3 separate regions of the Mus musculus genome follow, and regions 2 and 3 are each linked to region 1. Evidence: chromatin contacts called from public promoter capture Hi-C data. All regions are on one chromosome and are shown on one strand. The core of a region is the stretch at or near the end of the contact, and the rest is flanking DNA. Distances in the headings are between cores, read along the strand shown. Region 1 holds the start of Nup54 (nucleoporin 54). Region 2 holds the start of Uso1 (USO1 vesicle docking factor). Region 3 holds the start of G3bp2 (GTPase activating protein (SH3 domain) binding protein 2).

Region 1 (2,700 bases), core at 188-2,687:
TAAAATTAAACAAACGCTGAGCACAGTGGCATTCATGTATAACCATAACACTGGGCAGGCAGAATCAGGAGTCCCCTGGGGCTTGCTGGCTGGACAGTCTTGCCAAATAAGCGATGAGATCTAGATTTATTGAGAGACCTTGTATTAGAAATTAAGAGTAAATTAGGAAGACACCCATGTCAATCTCTGGCCTTCAGGCACGTGTGCACATATGTGTGTATACACTCTTCCCACACATGCATGTGCTCTCTCTCTCTCTCTCACACACACACAAAATGGGGCAAAGAGGTTCCTGAGAAAACTAAAATTAGATCTACCACATGACCCAGCTATGTCTATAAGGACTCCAAGTTAGTCTATCACATAGATGTATATCAATCTCTACTGAAGCATTAGTCACAATTGTTAACAAACCTAGTTGCCTAACAACAGAGGGATGGATCAGAAACAGAGGATGGTATATACTCAAAAGAGTTTTCAGCCCTAAGAAGGAAGTTATGTTGTCATTTGCACAAAACTGAATATCACTGGAGATAAACATTATTAAGTGAATTAAGCCAGTCACAGAAGGAAAAAAATTCATTTATGATTCCTAGGTTTAATTAAACACATAAATCATATGACATGGAAAATGAAGTAAAATTACTAGGGAACTAATGGGAGAGACAGGGAGAAGACAGAAAATTTAGGAGTAGGAATATATATTCAAAATACAACATAAACTTGTATCAAGATGTCCTAATGTAACACAGTGCCATGTACAATAAATATTTTTAAAAGGAGAAAAGAATCGGGGCTAAGTAGAGAAAAACCAGCGAAGTGACTTTGGGGATGCTGCTTTGCAACTCTAATCCTCAGTCCTCCTGTCTCGTCTGTGCCAATTAGTCAACGACAGAAATCTTCTCTGTGTAGTTGAGGATTAAATGTTCCCCAGAAGTGCGATGCAGGGCACAGATTTTACCAGTTAGTGGGCCCATTTGCTTCATCGAGGTCAGCCCTTCTTCTTGGTCAATGACAATAGTAGTAAACTGTCTGAAACGCAGCTGGGGGTTTAAAAAAATATGCAAAAACAATTACTAGCGTGCATTCCACATAGCTAACACACGTGTTACCACCATCGCCATCATCTTTCCATCACTCTCGAATGCCTCTTTCTCAACTGCTTTATCTACTCAAACCTCCTTTCCTCCGGGAAGGACCGCTCCTCAGAGGTAAGGGCAGTACTTTCACGCGGTCCCTGCACACTGTCACTTCTCTAAAGTGGCTTCAGAGAGCCACCATACAACACCCCATGTCCAACTTCTCATCACTTCCCCTTTGTGGTGACGCCCCACACCACGTGAAAGCCACAAACACACCCCCGGAAGTGATCGGTGGTAGGCGTTCCCGTTCGATCATCCCACCCACTCCATCCTTGCTTGGTTCCTGCCTGCTCCGCTTAGACCGGGAAGGAGGCGGAACTAATGGTACGGACCGCCTGACGGTTCCCAGCCGGACAGAAGAGCGGAGGGCACTGGGCGTCGCGCCGCGCGAGCCCGGGGCCATCTAAGTGCTGCTCCCGCGACATGGCTTTCAATTTTGGGGCTCCTTCGGGCACTTCGGGCACCTCTACAGCCACCGCGGCACCGGCGGGTGAGTCAGCCCTGGGCCTACCTTCTTCCTCCAAGGAACCAAAGCCTCGGGCCCGCCCCCTCGATCCGATCGGTCCGGCTGGGGGGTCCCGGGGTTGCCCTGGCACTCGGGACACCTTGGAGTCATTTGGAGAGGGCGGTGGCGGTGGTGGCGGCGGCGGTGGCGGTGGGAGGGCCGCGGGCTGCTCAGGCTCAGCCTGGGGCTCGCACAGCACGCTCAACCCGCGTGGCTCGGCCGCCGCGGTGCTTCCCGCCATTGGGGTGTCCGCCCAGGAGAGGCCGGAGGCTACGCCCCTCTCATTTCCCGGGACCCCGCGTCCCCTCGTCCGTCTCAGCCTCAAGGTCCAGACGGGTAAAGTTGGAGCCAGGCTGCCCGCAGCTCCCTCTGTCCCCTCCCCAGCCCGGGGGGGGGGGATGCTCGGCCCCCGCCCGTGCTGCCCTTCGCTCCTTCTGTCTGTCCGCACCTTGGCTTTCTTCCCCTGATCCGGTGCAGGTCAGGTTTGTTCACGCTGTGAAACCTCTTGCTGATTCTTGTAATTCTTACCTTTCTTTCTTCTCCTTTTCTCTTTCCCTCCTCTCACCTTTTCAAATTTTTGTTTCTCTTGCCTCCACGACTATCAGGATTTGGTGGGCTTGAGACTGCCAACTCCACCGCCGGTGGGTTTAATTTTGGGGGTTTCGGATTAACCGCTAACCCTGCAGTGAACTTTAATATTGGGAATTTCGGTGTTTCTACTACCTCGGCGACTCCGTTCAATTTTGGTAACAGTCTGGCGAGTGCAGGTAGATACTGGGGTCATGTGTGTAACGAGTATGGGGGCTGGAGTCCAAGAATGTTCCGATGTCCCTAGAGTTTGGGGGAAGAAATGGCACTTGTCTAATAAAGAAAGGGGTTTATTTCCTAAGATCAAATCAAATATATTTAAAGTTTTGGCTGCTTTAAAAGATGTGGGTTTTGGAAAGCCTTAAAGAATTAGAATGCACCTTGGTTGGATTTTCATTTAATGATACAGAGCACAGCTTCCAAATGATAAGTTGGGAACCGAATATTTTTTAAAACATTAGCTTT
Region 2 (2,700 bases), core at 58-2,557, 300 kb after region 1:
CAGAATGCTTGCCCTCCATGTAATCAGGCCCTGGATTCAGTCCTAGGCCTCCTCCATCTCCCTCAGTACTAACTACATGCGTAAACTACACTAACTACATTAGTACACTACATTCGTTAGTTAACGTAATCCTAACTTAATTAATGTGGGTAATCTTATTTCCAAAAGGGCCAGCTAACAACTGAAACCCGGGATCAGCAATCAAGTCTAAGCTTAGCAGAAAGCTTAGTTTCTTAGTTTCCCCCGTAGTAAATTCTAGCTCCAAGATTCTGGTCAAGTTACTTTAATTCTCTCTTCATTAGTAAAGACTCCATCCTATCTTGCAGGTCCTATTTTATGACCCTTCTGAATCCACAAAACAGAGCTATGACAACTACCCAAAGTTTGTCTTTAAAATGTCACACGCGGTTTTTTTTTTTTTCTGTATATCTAAATTCATTTTTCTCAGGTAAGCCATCCACAGCAGTTTCCAATTGGCTCTGCAAACTTCCCAGGAAGTGTATCCTAAACATAAAATCAAATGCCGGTTTTCCATGTCTTAATAATTAAAAAAGAAAAACATTAACAAATCATGTCACCAATAGAGCAGAAGAGTCCCTAGAGTGGTTAGCGCGCAGATCACTACAGCGTGCAAGAGGAGTAAGTATTGCCCCATGACACATTTGGGTGAACCTGAAAAGTAGGGTCTGAACCACCAACCCTAGGCAAACGCCCATTCTTACAGCTGATGGGGCAGGAACAGGTGGCATTGTGCCCCAAGAATATCGTTTTATTCTTAGCCACAAGCCTTCGCCAACAGCTGGGTCTTAACTTCCTTCCAGCCCCGTAGAGCCGGGTTTCAGCCGGCACCGAGGCTGGCCGGCCGACAGGTTAAAGGGAAGGAGGGAGGGGCCGCGCGGTCCGTCGCCGTGCCGGGTCCCCGAAGCCCTCCTGTCACCACGGCCCGGGCTGCACCGCCGCGTGGGGAGCTCGCGCGTCCGAGCAGGGGGAAGGAAAGAAGGCAGGCGACGGGAGCGGCGTAGACGCCCCGATCTCACCCACCCAGCCCGGCCCCAGCCCGGCCCGGCGACGCTGCGCTCACCGTCTCGGCTTCAGTGTGCTGGGGTCCGGCACTCTGACCCCCCATCACCCCACGGAGGAAATTCATCTTGTCGCTCAGCCGCCGGCTTCACCAGCCCCTCTGCCAAAGAAAACACGACCGCCCCCCGCCCCCCGTAGGGCCTAGCCCCCGAGCCGGCTCTCCGCACTCCCCGGCCTCCGCCACCGCCGCCTCCTACTCAGCAGCCTCTCCGGCCCCCCGAGCCCGGAAACAGCCGCGGACACCAGCCGCGGTGCGCATGCGCGGGGACGTGGCGTTACGTGGCGGCTCGAAGGGCGAAGGCAAAAGGGGAGAGGAGGGAGCCCCGGGCCGCAGGCCACGCCCACCTGCCCGGCCCCACAGGCCACGCCTACCAGCAGGCCTCCCACCACTTGGGCACGCCCCCTCCTCCTCCTTGCGCTGCTTGCTGCTGCTGGCCGCGGTCACCCACGTGGTCGCAGCCCTGCCCAGTCGGCTCCCGAGGCTCTGATTAGACTAGGAGCATCGGCTGGTAGGTGTTTTGTCGCCGAGAGCGGGACGGACTGCAAGCTGTCAAACCTGAGGGTTTATTTTTGTTGAGTCGAAAGTGAAATTTTCCTTTGGCCGGCGTGACAGGTAAGGGGGAGAAGGGTGTCCTGTCCCCTGGAAGATTCGTATGGTTCTTTCGGTTAAGCGGTACGAGCGAGGTGGCCTTTTGATCCTCGCAAATTGCATTTCTACCCAGGGCTTTGTTTGGTGGTAAAGGGGGTGCTAGAGACCCCTCATTCCACTACCACTCGAGGGCGCGTTTCTAAGTTCTTGCTCCTCAGCCCCGCTAAAAAGAATTCCTTGATCTAAACACCAGGTTCTCCGCTCATTTTCAAGTGTGAGAAGTAACCCCCTTCGTTTATCTCTAATAAGAGGTTGGAAATAAATTGTTCCATTGTGTCATTTTGGTAGCATAATGCCCCCCTTTTTAAAATTAATTCTTAATTTCTACGTTTTCAATGGTTTTAGCAAGCAGAATGTCATATTTCCAAATCGCTATACTTGTTCTTTCCAAATGAGGCTGCCAGGTACACATGGTTTTGCAAATTTCTTGACTCTGAAAGGGAGTCTAGTAAACCAACTGACTCATGCCTCTCTTGGTTTCAATTCCCCATAGGTCTCAGATGTGACGATTAAGACCTATGTCTCCCCCAGACTCCCTCTAAAAAGAAATCAGTATGCTTCCACGGTGTGCCCTAGCGTGCTCAGTAGTACCTCTACCCAAATAATCCCCTAGTCTGTAAGGAGGAATCCGAAGACTCCGGCTTTCCTCCTTCACCTGTCCAATGTTGAGTGTATGGTGTGCAGGAATATTTCTCAGATTCTTCCACACTGAGATTACAGCAGTAGGCTCCTAACTAGTTTGTCTACATCCAGCCCTGGCTTCCCACAGTACACCCTTGGGTGAGCCCAAGAGGAAGTATGTCAGTCCTCTTGTTAGAATCCTCCAGTGGTTCCCCGGTTTATATAATGACATCCAAACTCCTTAGTTTGGCAGACACACCTGTTAGGGTTGAAGCGCCAGTGTCCCTCAAATACTCAACATGTTTCTCTTGCTTTAGTATGCCCTTTCCCTCTTTGTGGGGCAGATTCCT
Region 3 (2,700 bases), core at 31-2,530, 350 kb after region 1:
TACGAGCGTGTCCTTAGGGTAAACCGTCTCGTAAGTCTCACTTTCCTCATCTGTAAAGTGTGCATTCAAATAGGTAATTACGTAAGTGGGTTTTTGTGAGACATAAGTGACTTTTATAAAATACCAGTAGCGTATCTGGTCTATAAACACTGTACTTAAAAGGTAATCTGCAGAAGTAATGCATTAAGAAAAACCATCTCAGAGTCATTTAATAAATGATGGTCTGCCTATATATTTTGCATATAAAAATTATTAAGCAATCCAAAATAATGCCAGTGTAGATTTTGGAGGCTCAAGTACCAATCAGCATTGCCTTTTGTGAACCTTTTTTTTTTCTTCTTCTAGGAAATCTCTACTGTGAGGGAAAACTGAGGATGTATTTAATCCTGCATTTTGCTTGATTAAAATGTGTTCTATTCCTCTCAATTGCCCTTCCGTTCCTTTCACCGTTTCATAGCTTCATTCCCAGTTTCTTCTGCTATCTTGAAATTGAAAACATTGCTATTAGTGGCAAAGTAACATTTGGTCTACAAAGGCTTTTTTTTCCCCATGAATCAAGGTTCATGAAGCAGTGTTGTTTCCATAACTAAGTCCCAGTGGCATAGATTTATAAGTGGCTTTTTTTTTCTTTTTTAAATTTTAAGCCTTTCAGCCTTTGTTCCAGTAAGTTCCATTTAAGGATGAAGCCACCAAGGCCATACAAAAGCCCCAAGCCCATACAGCCTATGTCATACTTTCCCCATACTCCATAGCTCGGCACCCTTATTTAAAACTAGCTGTTTGACATTGATGAGAAAGACTTTTAAACCTCCATTTCCTAAAACAGGCTAATTAAGCAATACAGGTGAGCTCACTGTGCAGAGTTCAAAACTGCATTTTAATGCTCCGATAACGCAGCAACCAGGACCATTACTAAATTTGCTCCCTCTTATCACGAATAAAGGCTCCAGGAATAACCGTTTGTAAAAGCCACTGGTTAGCGGCGAGCCATCTTTTTTGTTCGCGCCACCTGAGAGGACAGGGAGGCTTCAGCATCACTGCAAGAGAAAGGCAGCTTCCTTGTGACGTCAAATCAGCGGGCTCTCGCCCCGACTTTAGGCCGGTTCCGGTTCCCTGGCTTTCCGGACGCCCGAGCGAGCGAGCGAGCGAGCGCGGCGCCGTTCTGCGCGTGCTCCGCAGTGGGACGCGAGAAGGTTGGGTCTAGCTCTCCAAACTGATGCCTGATTGGCTGGCGCTGTGCTGGGGGGTTCCCTAGCCCTTTCCGCAGGGGTAAAACAATAAGAGGGGGCGGCGGCAAAGGGGGCGGGACGTCCGTGTTCTTGGAGCTCGTTGCAGCTCTAGGCTCTCGGGAAGAGGTGGCTGTGAGGGGCCCCGAGCTCGCGGCTCTCCGGATTCCGAAGCCTCGGGTTGCTTCGAGGGAGGAGAATCTGCTGCGGCCGATCCCGCGACACTACTGACCTCCGCGCGACGTGCCCGCCGCCGCTGTTGGTTGGAGGTGTGTACGGGGGCCGAGAGGGGCGGTCGGTGTGGTGGTCGGCAGGGGACATTTCCCTCCGCTCCGCGGCTCGCGGCAACCGTCCGGTGTGTGCGCTTGGTGTCGGGGTTGGTGCGGCGGAAACATTGTTCTCGCCGGCTGCCTACGCCAGCAAGAGTGCGTGCGTGCGTGCAGAGCCGAGCCTTTCCTGCAAGGTGAGCGGAAGGCTGCGTGGGGAGGAGGATGACCTGCGCGCGTGGTGCAGAGGAGGGCACAGGTGGGGCTGGGGATTGCTAGGATGAAGCAGCCCGGGGGTACCCTGTCCGCCGCCAGCTCCCAGAGCGCGCCAACGGGCGCCAAGCCGCGAAGCGGGGCAGTGGGCTCCTGCAGAGGCGGTTTCAGGGTAGGAAGCCCACCCGCCTGGTTCCTCCGCTCGCCGGCGGCCCTAGTTCCCGGTCGTCGCCCCGCCCGTGGGGGAGGGGAAGGAGGCCGTGTCGGCGGAGGCAGAAGCAACGCAGATGCGAAAGTAGCGGCCTCCGGGCACCATTTCTGTGCCCGGAAACTGAATCCGGGGTTGAAGGTGGCCGCCGCTCCACTTGCCGGGTGCTCGGCGTTTCCCCCCGCCCTCCCCGGATTATCCCGAACGTGTTCGGATACTGGGACTGTAACGTGCGTCTCCTACGTCCTTTTTCTGCAGACAATCTCTCCTGTTACCCAGGAATAAAAAGGACGTTTCAGTGCTTTGGGAATGGGCTTTTCTCCCCCTGCTATTCTTTGGGGTAGGACAAGGGGAGAAGAACGTAAGTTTCCCTAAATGGTGTGGATTTCGTTAGTGGAGTCTGATTGAGGTTTTCCTGCGTCTCTAAGGGCAGATTTATTTAGGTACCCCTGTGGTGCTTTGGGGGGGGGGGGGGGCTGTAGGGTCGTGTTCACAATTTCTACTCCCAAGATATAACTAGTTTTAAACCAAAGCACAAAAAACATTGAGGAGATGCCTTTTGCTTCTTAAAAACAAAACACGTGCAGCAAATCTGAATCAAGGAAAATTGCCCCCTTCTCTCCGGGTGTGATTGTTGTGCAGTTGATTAGCTTAAGGTTTCTGGTTTTTAGATTCTAGACACTATACCTCGCTTGTTCCAAGTACCTAGGCAGGGGAACCATTAGCTGCAGTTTAAAAGGATGCACTAATTCTAAGTGAGGATAGTAATTTCTTGTCCCAATTCCAT

What was found. Promoter capture Hi-C pulls out the DNA fragments that hold promoters and counts their contacts.
Region 2: a contact with region 1 is called in a promoter capture Hi-C map of liver. The contact joins the promoter of Uso1 here to the promoter of Nup54 in region 1. A contact is called at or near these places in 12 of 39 promoter capture datasets (the C10 cell line, the HPC-7 cell line, cranial neural crest and 9 more), 3 of 484 Hi-C or Micro-C datasets (B cells, Th1 cells and regulatory T cells), 7 of 115 datasets of contacts at active chromatin or transcription factors (the SCID.adh cell line, effector CD8 T cells, embryonic stem cells and 4 more) and 3 of 9 other capture datasets (adipose tissue, liver and macrophages).
Region 3: a promoter capture Hi-C map of neutrophils shows a contact between it and region 1. The contact joins the promoter of G3bp2 here to the promoter of Nup54 in region 1. A contact is called at or near these places in 11 of 39 promoter capture datasets (the C10 cell line, the HPC-7 cell line, cranial neural crest and 7 more), 1 of 484 Hi-C or Micro-C datasets (embryonic stem cells), 3 of 115 datasets of contacts at active chromatin or transcription factors (effector CD8 T cells, embryonic stem cells and memory CD8 T cells) and 3 of 9 other capture datasets (adipose tissue, liver and macrophages).

What each region holds. Positions count from the first base shown.
Region 1 is chr5:92,433,936-92,436,635 of GRCm38.p6, reverse strand. Nup54 (nucleoporin 54) reads left to right here and starts at 1,437. Exons shown (of 13, transcript NM_001359995.1): 1 at 1,437-1,632; 2 at 2,253-2,414. The coding sequence starts at 1,566. Gm42114 (a long non-coding RNA gene) reads right to left here and starts at 2,025. Exons shown (of 2, transcript XR_880431.3): 1 at 1,654-2,025; 2 at 567-1,043.
Region 2 is chr5:92,136,545-92,139,244 of GRCm38.p6, reverse strand. It overlaps Uso1 (USO1 vesicle docking factor), which reads right to left and starts at 1,307. Exons shown (of 24, transcript NM_019490.1): 1 at 1,082-1,307. The coding sequence starts at 1,147. It also overlaps a transcript of G3bp2 not described here.
Region 3 is chr5:92,082,324-92,085,023 of GRCm38.p6, reverse strand. It overlaps G3bp2 (GTPase activating protein (SH3 domain) binding protein 2), which reads left to right and starts at 1,280. Exons shown (of 11, transcript NM_001080795.2): 1 at 1,280-1,495. Gm46933 reads right to left here. Exons shown (of 2, transcript XM_017321256.1): 2 at 859-2,152. The coding sequence ends at 1,451.